2 separate regions of the Astyanax mexicanus genome follow, and region 2 is linked to region 1. The links are chromatin contacts, called in public Hi-C maps. All regions are on one chromosome and are shown on one strand. Each heading gives the region's core, a stretch centred on a gene start, on an enhancer-like site or on the middle of the called end of the contact. The rest is flanking DNA. Distances are from core to core; before and after follow the strand shown. Region 1 holds the start of gdpd5b (glycerophosphodiester phosphodiesterase domain containing 5b). Region 2 overlaps gdpd5b (glycerophosphodiester phosphodiesterase domain containing 5b).

Region 1 (5,154 bases), core at 1,621-4,120:
TGTAATCATATGGAAATCTAGCAGGTCCGAGTGTGTAATGTGCCCTGCACTATGAGACACTCCAAGATAGATTAACTCATGTAAGAGGAGATGGAGCACAGTGAATAAGCACCAGTAACCCTGACCTGTACTGTATCTGTCCTTGAGTGACACGTGTAATCAGAATGCCAGTTTATAGCTGCTGTAAATTGTGCCATTTAATCTGTGATCTGTAATCGAGCATTTGCACTCCAGGGGCACTCAGCCAATGAGATACCTCTGTTACATTGTGTCATTATAGGTTCTAGAGTCTGGTAGTGCTAGCTTATATATAGCGTATTTTTTGCGCTATAAGGCGCACTTAAAATCGTTAAATTTTCCCAAAAATCGCCAGTGTGCCTTTTAATCCAGTGCACTTTATAATCCGGTGCTCCCTATGTATGAATCAGTCAGGTTGTAAGGAGCAGTAAAGCCACTCCGCTGTAATACAGCGTTATACAGGAGCTTCAGTTTAGTTCTCCAGCACAGGGGCTGGAGTAGTATTAACATTAGCCGCTACCTGCGCTAAGTGCTAGCTCTTTTGCTGTTCAGAGGTGAGTATTATCTGCCTGTAGTCTGTTTGTTTACCATGTTAAAACAAGCTATGCATGACAAACCGCTACCTAAAACCTGTTTACCGGAACACTCAGCTTTTCTCAGTGTAGCACTGTCAGGCGGCATTAGCCACCAACCGGGCGGCATTAGCCACCAAACATTGTCCCTTTTCCTTAACATTGTTGCATAGTGCACCTTATAAACCAGTGCCCTTTATGTATGAAAACTGATTATCTAACTTGGTTGATATCAAGTTGATCATATAAACCAGTTTAACCATCAGACTCAAGCTAAATATACACCAGCCTTTCTAGCTTGAGCTGGCCGTGCTGCTTTTTTTTTTAGCAGGACTAATACTAGAATACCTGGTAACCAGGTGTACTGTTTTTTGGTTATACAGTGGTATGAAAAAGTTTGGACACCACTAATCATTTTCATGATTTTCCTTTATACTGTAAATCATTGGCTGTTCGCATCAGCAATTTCAGATAAATATATCATAAAGCAAACACAGTAATATTGGAAAAATGAGATTAAGTTTATAGGATTTATATTATTTCTATTATATATTATTTAAGTGTGCAATAATTCTTAAAACAAAATTAGGCAGGTGCATACATTTGAACAGTAATATTTAGTAGATCCTCATTTTAAAGAATAACAGTCTCTAAATGCTTTCTATATAGTCTGGCTTCTGGTTGAAGATATTTTGGATCATTCTTCTTTACAAAACAGTCCAGTCAGGTTTGATGGTTTCTGATCTAGGAACTGAGATGGCCATTGAATGCTTTAGCACATTTTAAGCAGTGTTTAGGGTCGGTGTTGAAGCCTTGTTGACGTATTAAGCCCCTCTCTCCTGATATTGACTAGAATCCATGTGACTCTCAACTGTAACAACATTCACAGTACCTGCACTGGCCCCACAGTCCCACAGCATGATGGAACCACCACCAAATACTACTGTGGGTAGCAAGCGATTGTCTTAAACTGTTTTTTTCCGGCATGCATATCACCCTTTAAATGACTCAATTTTAGTTTCATCAGTACACAACACCTTATTCCAAAATTAAGCTGGCTTCTTTGAATGTGCTTTAGCATACCTCAAGCGACTCTGTTTGTGGCGTGGTTTTCAGCAGGACTAATACTAGTGTATCTTCAGAAATATCACAATATTGTATTTTAATCAGTATTGCTCAGCACTAGTACCAGGCAGCCAACTACCAAACACCACCACCACCACCAAGAGCAAGCCAGTATGCTGGTAAGCTCATACTTGGTTACACTGGTTATCTAATTTGGATTATATTAGGTTGACCATGTTTGACCATGTAGACCAGCTTAACCATGCCCATACTGTTTTTTTTTTTTTTTGTAGCAGGACTGATGTTTGTTTCAGCAATATCACAATAACGTATTTTAATCAGGTTTGCCCACCACTAGAACCAGCCAACTACCAAACACCACCACCAAGAGCAAAATATATTTCAGTAGAGCCTCCACAGTAGTGATAGAACACTACCAGTTTGTCTTATTACCCAAACTAACTAACAAACAAACCATTTAGTTACTTTAGAGATGCAACATAATAAACCAAATTCAGCTTTAGGAACGTTTGACAAACATCATAAACAAGCACATATCCCATGTTTTCATTCTTACAGCTTTCACAGTTTGAACTCCAGTGTGTTTTCAGGCTTGTGGAAAGTTAATATCAGGTGTGTGAACCTTTCTTACCTTATTCTAACTGGTTTTCTTCAGCTCTCAGTCCAGGAGAACAGTCTCAGCCCAGCCTGTCCTGCTCAATGAACTACTCTTCTCTTCTCTTCTCTTCTCTTCTCTTCTTTCCACGCCTAAACCTGCAGGACCCACAGCTGCTCAGCCCAGGAGAAGGTGGAGAACCGCGTCCCGCTCTGTATCAGTGTCTGAGCTGCTGCTTTCTGTTGTTTTAAAGCTGTTTCTACAGTATAAAACCCCTCCGGCGGGCTGTGTGTAAAACTACCCCGCCTGTTTGTTGTGCCGCTGGCCGGGTTCACCTTGCTCTCCGCGCTTTGTGCTGTCAGCAGTGTTGTGCTGGAGGAGCTCCACAGCCGGCAGGCAGCGTCTCACTGGAGTAACCTAGGATAGTAGAGCAGGAGTGGGCGGATCTGCGGGCTGAGCTGCGCTGTGCTGCTCTCTGCTGTTCATTCACCTCATTCACTCACTCTCTCTCTCTCACTCTCTCAGTCACTCAGAATCAGAGATAAAGAGAGGAGGAGGAGCTGAACAGCCTGAAATCAACCAGCACTGAGATACAGTGCTATACTGTAAAACTGTATTACAATCATATTAAGATACTCTTATCTCATTGTGTAGATATTCTAAGTCATTTCTTTATATACTCTGTAATTATTTTACATTACATTAGTTTTATATACAAATTATCGCTGTCAAAGTTAAAGCGTTAACACATGCTGTTAATTTGGAATCAGTAACGCAAGTTAATTAAGGCACCAAGTTTGACCCCTACTTCCGCCGTAATCTGCCCCGCCCCCGCCCAACGCACTGATCTGTCCTCCGGCTGAACAGCTGAACGGAGCGCTGTGAAGTTCCAGCTCAGAGCCGGTCAGAGATTTCTATTCCTCTTTCTCTCTATTTCTCTCTGTATATTTCTCTCTCTCTATGGCTGCGTCCAGAAACTTTTGCTACTCCTCCTCTCCTACTCCTCCTTTCCTACTCCTCCTCTCCTACCCCGGAAGAAGGTGGAGGAATCGAGGAGAGGAGGAGGAATGGAGGGAAGGAGCTGTAATTGGGGAAATGGGACAGCTGATCCCTTTTAGATAGGATGTTGACTACCGTTGAACTGAGCCAATCACAACGCTCACTTTCAGCACGTTTCAGAACATTACTATCACACACAGCTAAAAATTCAGATATTCCAATAAAATCCTGTTTACTCCCAGCCGCATTTTAGGCCGCATCTCTGACCAGTGACTCTGGCAGCCCTGTCTGACCTCAGCCTTATGAGGGATTCAGTTTCCTCATCAGTCCCTAAGTTAAAATAAATAAGTAAATAAATGAATTAATTAAAATTATATATATTATAAATAATGTTTTTATATGTATAACATGATACACATAGGATCATAAATATAGTTTTATTGAGCATACAGTTTATCTAAATTATAAATTATATTACTGCTTTACTGGCTGTTTAATTAGATAAGGAACCTAGTTAATTAATATGTTTATGACGTACATTTGGGCGTTGCCTTCCCCATTTTCGCGTGCTCTGTGGGCATGGATGCAGTGATGTCATTGGAAAATCCTTAAAAGTCTTCCGGAGTAGGATACACTGATGTAACCTCCGTTGGAAGCCTACTACAGGTGGATTTTAAGCGGCTTCTTTCGTCTCCTACGGTATTCGGACAGGCGGCAAGATGGCCTCACGAAATCAGTTTCCGGGTCACGGAGGAGAGGAGGAGGATCGGTAGGAAAAAGGAGACACTTTTGGGGTTTCTGGACGCAGCATATTTCTCTCTCTCGCTCACTCGCACAGACACACACGCGCGCGCGCTGTCACAACCAAGCTGAGACATTTACAATCCAATTTATCATGCATGCTTTATTCCAGCACTCTACTCTGATTTTATATCCGATTCAACATACAAGTGTATACTATTATTTTAAGTGACACCATAAATATACAGTAATTGCATTTTACATTTCTTACATTCATTCTTTTATTTATATTTAAATATCCACTATAAAAATGTGCGTCTCAAGAAAAAAACAAATGCGGTAAATCTCAGTTAATCACATAATTTTGTTGTGATTAATCGGATTACATTTTTTAATCGATTGACACCACTAATACAAATTCATTGTTTTGAGAAACTAGAACATTATTTTGAAAAGCTACATATGTATGATTGTACATTACAAAGCAATAAACTTCATGTTTTTTGGCCTATGGAATCTATCACGTTCTTTACGAAAATATGTTGTACGAAACGATACGATGTACGGTTTACGTACAATTGTCGTACACATTTTTTTTAATCTCGCACACCAGCAGCTCTGCGCACAGAACCATTTTTGTCCCCTGCTCTCCAGTACTGTGTGTGTATGGAGGAGCTGCTGGATAAAGCAGCTACTGGTCAAAAGTTTGGGTACCCCGGCCCCCCAGCCAGCACTCCAGTACAGTGAGTGTATGGAGGAGCTGCTGGATAAAGCAACTACTGGTCAAAAGATTGGACGCCCCGCACAGCCAGAGCAACCTAGAGTCCATAGCCACGCCATTAGTTTGCATGTTGCACACACACTTTATAACCCAATTTATGCATATACGCTACTATCATCAACATGGCAAGCACCACAGACACCATTGCACCACTTTAGCATCCCCCTAGCAACACATTAGCAACCACTTAGTAACAGATTAGCAATACCATAGCAACCATCTAGAAACCTCTTAGCAACTACCTGGCTAATGCTTAGCAACACCTTAGCAACCACCTAGCAACACTTTTGCAACCACTTAGAAACTTCATCGCAACCAACACAGATACCATAGCAACACTTTAGTAACCTCTTAGCAACACC
Region 2 (5,154 bases), core at 1,709-4,208, 95 kb before region 1:
ACCCAGTTACCTGATCATGTGATAGCTGAGAGATGTCAGAATGCAGCATAGAAGAGGAGCATGCAGATCAGGCAGAAGGAGGAAGAAAAGTACAAAGGGTGCAAAAGACAGCAGAATAAAAGAGGGAGAGAATCCAGAGGTCAGTTCAGAAGCAGAAGCTGGTATTACTGTGGCAAGCGTAGCAAACCTACATTAGCACTAACCCGAGATACCCGAGCCATCACAGAAACTTCAAAACTGTACAGTGACTTATGAAATATGAAAAAATTCAGTATATTTTTTCCTCCCAGACTGACACATAGAAAACAGTGGCTCTAAACATATCTAACAATATTCTGTTTGAGGATGTTGCCAAAGATGTTAATTTGTCCCCCAATTTGATCTGAGGCTCTTAATTTGGTCTTTGGGTTTGTATAAATAATACAATGGAATAATAAGATGTGCTGCTGATTAATACTGAACTAAAACCATGTTATTTTTTTTAACAGTATATTGCCATATTAAAAGTTACTGGAATTTTTTTTTTTACAGAAGTCAGTGATCCAACATATCATAACATTAAGAATGCAATTGGTTGGAATACAATAAATTGTATTATGTAGATATAATAAATAATCAGATTTATATTGTCATGTAAAATGATAAAAACTTAATTTTTAAAGATTTTGTAAGAAATGTATATCGAAATTGCACAAAACATTGCATATTTTGCAATGTGAATATCGTACGTGTACATTGCGATATCGGTGCTAAAACTTTACAGCTCTGGAAAAAATAAGATTTTAAAATAAGTTTCTTTGATTTTACCAAATTGAAAACCTCTGGAATATAATCAAGAGGAAGATGGATGATCACAAGCCATCAAACCAAGCTGAACTGCTTAATTTTTGCACCAGGGGTAAAGGCATAAAGTTATCCAAAAGCAGTGTGTAAGACTGGTGGAGGAGAACATGCATGAAAACTGTAATTAAAAAACAGGGTTACTCCACCAAATATTGATTTCGGAACTCTTAAAACTTGATGAAAATGCATTATTTGAGGTCTGAAAGCTCTGCATCTTCATCTACATTTCAGCCATTTCTCATTTTCTGCAAAATACAGTAAATGCTCTAAATAACGATATTCTTACTTGGAATTTGGGAGAAATGTTGTTCATAGTTTATAGAATAAAACAACAATATTTAATGTTACTCAAACATGTACCTATAAATAGCAAAATCAGAGAAACTGATTCAGAAACTGAAGTGGTCTCTTATTTTTTTTCAGAGCTGTATATATCAGTTTTTCCTGCTATATGTTTTTTTTCTTCTTACTTATTGTGTTTCGTCTCCTTTTCATTTATTATTTCTCTCTTATTTATAATTTTACAGCAGTATATGGCACCATGAGTTAATACGTTTCTGTCTGAAGCACACAGTGAAAATAATCAATCACAGCTGCTACTGTAGATTACCAGTGACTTCCACAGGCCTGTTCTGGGAATCCCACAAGAGAGCTGTGATGATTTAGCCTGCAGAAACCCAGCGAAGATATTTATTTTTGTAGACAGATCAAAGAACATTTGCTGTTCCCTGCAGACTAGACTTCATTTGGACTAAACTGAAGGCTCCACTCAGTGGCCAACGGGGTCCAATTCATAATACAGAGCCCCAGAACTTAATATGATGGCTTTAATAGCAAAGATAAATCACCTATAAGGTATCTTATTTTCCAGTAGGTTTGTAAATTTTAGTTAGTTAATAGCTCAATAGTAGTTTACTATACACTGTACAAGTTTTAGGCACCTGTGTTTAGTAAAACATCTCCAATGTTCTTCTCATGGGAGTCTAGTAGTATTTATAAATATCATCCAACACCTTATTGAAAACATTATTTAATATACATATTTAAAAAAAATGCACTGGTGCCTAAAACCTCTGCAGCCCATATAACCTACATTTCTTACTGATGGGGCCATTACATGCTTTCTACTCAAAGGTCACAAGAAAAACAAAGGAAGCTCTTACTTCTGGAATATGAAAATTCCCAGCACTAAAGCGAAGGAGATGAGATCAGTGGCCACCCAAATCAGGCAGTACTCATCTGGGCTCTGAAAGAGTAAAATCAGTGTTTTAACACAACAGACACTAGATGGTGCTGTAACACAAACAGTTAAACAATCATCACATGCAGATGATCTCATCATCAGCGCTGCTGGTAAAGTGTGGAGGATTATTACTGGAAAGATGATTTAACAAAAATTTTATTTGTAAAATATGTGCAGAAATTTTGAAGAGCTCACTATTTTTAACTTTTTTAACAGAAATTAGCGATCATCACTATGAATTAGAACATCACTATGTGACATTAGCAATGTATAGGGTGTATATATATATATATATATATATATATATATATATATATATATATATATATGTTATAAAATACTATTATTCTATTTTGTAGCAGTCAAAATCAAAGATTTTCACCTTAAGACTTTTTGCCAATTTAATTTTTGACTGTTTTTTTTTTTTTTTTATGTGAACCTGGCAGTTGTTCTTTACACGGTTTTAAAATTTCATAATGAATCCAAAACTACTTGAAATAAAATATTTTAATATTACTTTTCATTAAAGATAATATTTCTCCTCCTATGTTCCTACTATTAGCAGTGTAATTACACATCAATTATTTTCCAAATGTTAAATATTTCAAGCTGTTTAGGGAACTTTATTAATTAATATTATTATACCATTTATAAAAAATGCGGTACAATATTTTTTTTGTGCCAGTGATGATCTGTAAATCTTTTAAAAAGCTCAACACTAAAAGGGCAGGCACAAAATAGCGCATAAAATTCACCAAGTTTATACTTTAAAGAGAATGTAGAAAATAATTGAGGTTCCTCTAAAAATAAGGTAATTGTGGCAGATGTCCGGTTGCTCTGAGCTGCCCAGAGGCCAGTGCTGGTCTGCCGAGCGTGGCAGTGTGAAGAAGCAAGCTGTAGAGACTCGCTGACTCTCTCACCATTAGCCAGAGGGGGGACAGCACTTTCTTGAGGAGCTGCGGAGCCTCAGAGGAGACCGACTGCACCCCACTGCACCACAACAGAGAGTACAGCCACGGCTCGTTCACAGTGTACAGAGTCATGCTGACGTTCCCCGCTGCATACGTCCTGTAAAACACACACACATATATATTCACACCTCTAATTACACACATAGAAACCTGAGACAGGGACATACCTGCAACGTTATGTTTTATACAGGCCAAAAGGTGAAAAATATTTTACACTTTTACTCAGTGATAAAACTCCTGCATCCGGACTGCAATAAAAAAACAGGAGGACCAGTGAGTTTTTTGGCTTTCTCGGTCATGTGAAATCGTGTTCAGTAGCTCCTCCATTTCCACTCGCTGTTATGTTTACATGGATCTCGAAAGAATTACGGTGCGCAGCAGTGGAGAAATAGCTATTTTATTAAACGCAAAGTGACGAAACTCAGAGATGTCTGTTCGGACGGGACTAAAATTACTAGAGGACCATGGAATTCAGTGAAAAACAGTAGTTAATTCAGTCTGTAATTTTCTCAGAGGACTCTCAGAGTCTCTGCTACACAGATCGTCTTCATACTAGGCTTCATACGTCTTCTAAGTTCTTGCTGCAGTGTGGGGCGTGACATGATGTGCAGGTGTGATGAGTTGCATATAAACTAATAGGCTGTCAGATTGGTATATGTTTATACTTCTCATCCAACCACAATCAGATTCGCTCGATCTGGATAAAGAGATTTGTTTAAATAGATTTTAAATTAAAAAAGCCAGAATGAAAACAAGCTGAAATAAAATGGGAGGCCATTTTTAGGCCATTTTTAAAATGTAAGGAGTAAAAAGTTCAGATAATTGGGTGAAAATGTAAAGAATAGAAATAAAAAGTAATCTGAAAAATAATTACTCTACAGTAAAGAGTAGATAACCAACATTTTTACTAAAAGGTCTCATTCCACCTTTTTTTTCATTCATTTTAAAATGCGGTTTCTAGAATGAATGAACACCTGTTTTTTGTGAGAAAAAAAAAAAGTGCTCAGGTGATTAGGTACAATGCTGCTTTACTCCAGTGGAGGAGTGGCGGGTAGACATGATATTCCTATATGCAAAAACATCGCCTCTGATTGGCTAACAGTAGGAGGCACGGACCAGACAGACAACAGTTAGAAACATTTTAAAATAAAGACATTTTTGCACTAATAACAGCCTTTGCAATGTCAAATGTTACTTTACAACATGTGTAAAGCCCTGTTTAGTGCAGTTCAGTCACTGGTCTAGTCTTAGAGCCTCTGTAAAATGCCAAATCCACCGGAGAGCCTATGTAAACCTATAGTTACACACAGAGGTGGGTAGTCCACGTCCAGAAAATGACATTTAACTAGTGTAAACAGAACTGTTCTTAAATTACATACCTACCTATCTCAATTGTACTTCGCTGGTGGTGTTTCATAGACAAATTCTAACCATTTGTTTCTTAGCTCTGTATTACTGGGCAAAGCATATAACACTGATGTGGTATTTGCACAAATAACACAGGAACAAACTTTTGTCATGTTGTTCCTAGCGCTGCTAGCTCCTGTCTGACTAGACATGCCTGGCTCTGCCAGTGGACGGTCGTCAGCCAAGGTGGGTGAGGCCACGAATACTAATTTACGGGTTGACGTAAACACAGTGCTTTTTTCTGATCGACTCGTTTTTCTGAATATTTTCTTTTACTAGCTACTGCAGACAACGGAGATTGAGAAGAGTTTCATGTGCAGCATCATAGAGAGACTCAGAGAGACCTATTGTATTTCACAAAGAACAAGAAAAAGTGGATTTTAGCAGAAGGACTCCTTTAAAGTACAGTAACGAAGCATTTGTACTTAGTTACTTGACACCTCTGATACAGGCTAAGAAGAAGTTGCAACCTAAACCACCAGTATGACCATCTGCAACCAGAAAAGGCTGGTTTTGAGCTGGATCTTCCTGCAGGGTGGTACATATGTATATTAATGATGTTGCACAGTGTACAGCAATTGAGTATAAATTGGCTGCTACAAGGCAAATAATGAGGTTTTCTTAAAGGCAAATATAATACAATTTTATGAAGTTAGTTTTTAAGCAACTGTAAAATTTATATTATATTTA

What was found. A called contact is a pair of places that touch in the nucleus more often than the background predicts.
Region 2: a contact with region 1 is called in a Hi-C map of muscle, with 19 times the contacts expected there. The contact joins the enhancer-like site here to the promoter of gdpd5b in region 1. A contact is called at or near these places in 2 of 3 Hi-C or Micro-C datasets (both in muscle).

What each region holds. Positions count from the first base shown.
Region 1 is chr18:29,625,432-29,630,585 of AstMex3_surface, reverse strand. It overlaps gdpd5b (glycerophosphodiester phosphodiesterase domain containing 5b), which reads right to left and starts at 2,870. Exons shown (of 18, transcript XM_015604160.3): 1 at 2,308-2,870.
Region 2 is chr18:29,720,600-29,725,753 of AstMex3_surface, reverse strand. It overlaps gdpd5b (glycerophosphodiester phosphodiesterase domain containing 5b), which reads right to left. Exons shown (of 18, transcript XM_015604160.3): 13 at 3,007-3,154; 14 at 2,007-2,089; 15 at 11-25. Among protein-coding and RNA genes, the nearest start is that of hspa13, 31 kb to the left of the region's middle. Within about 2 kb of position 2,958, the one cell type or tissue checked has an H3K27ac peak away from gene starts, as active enhancers do.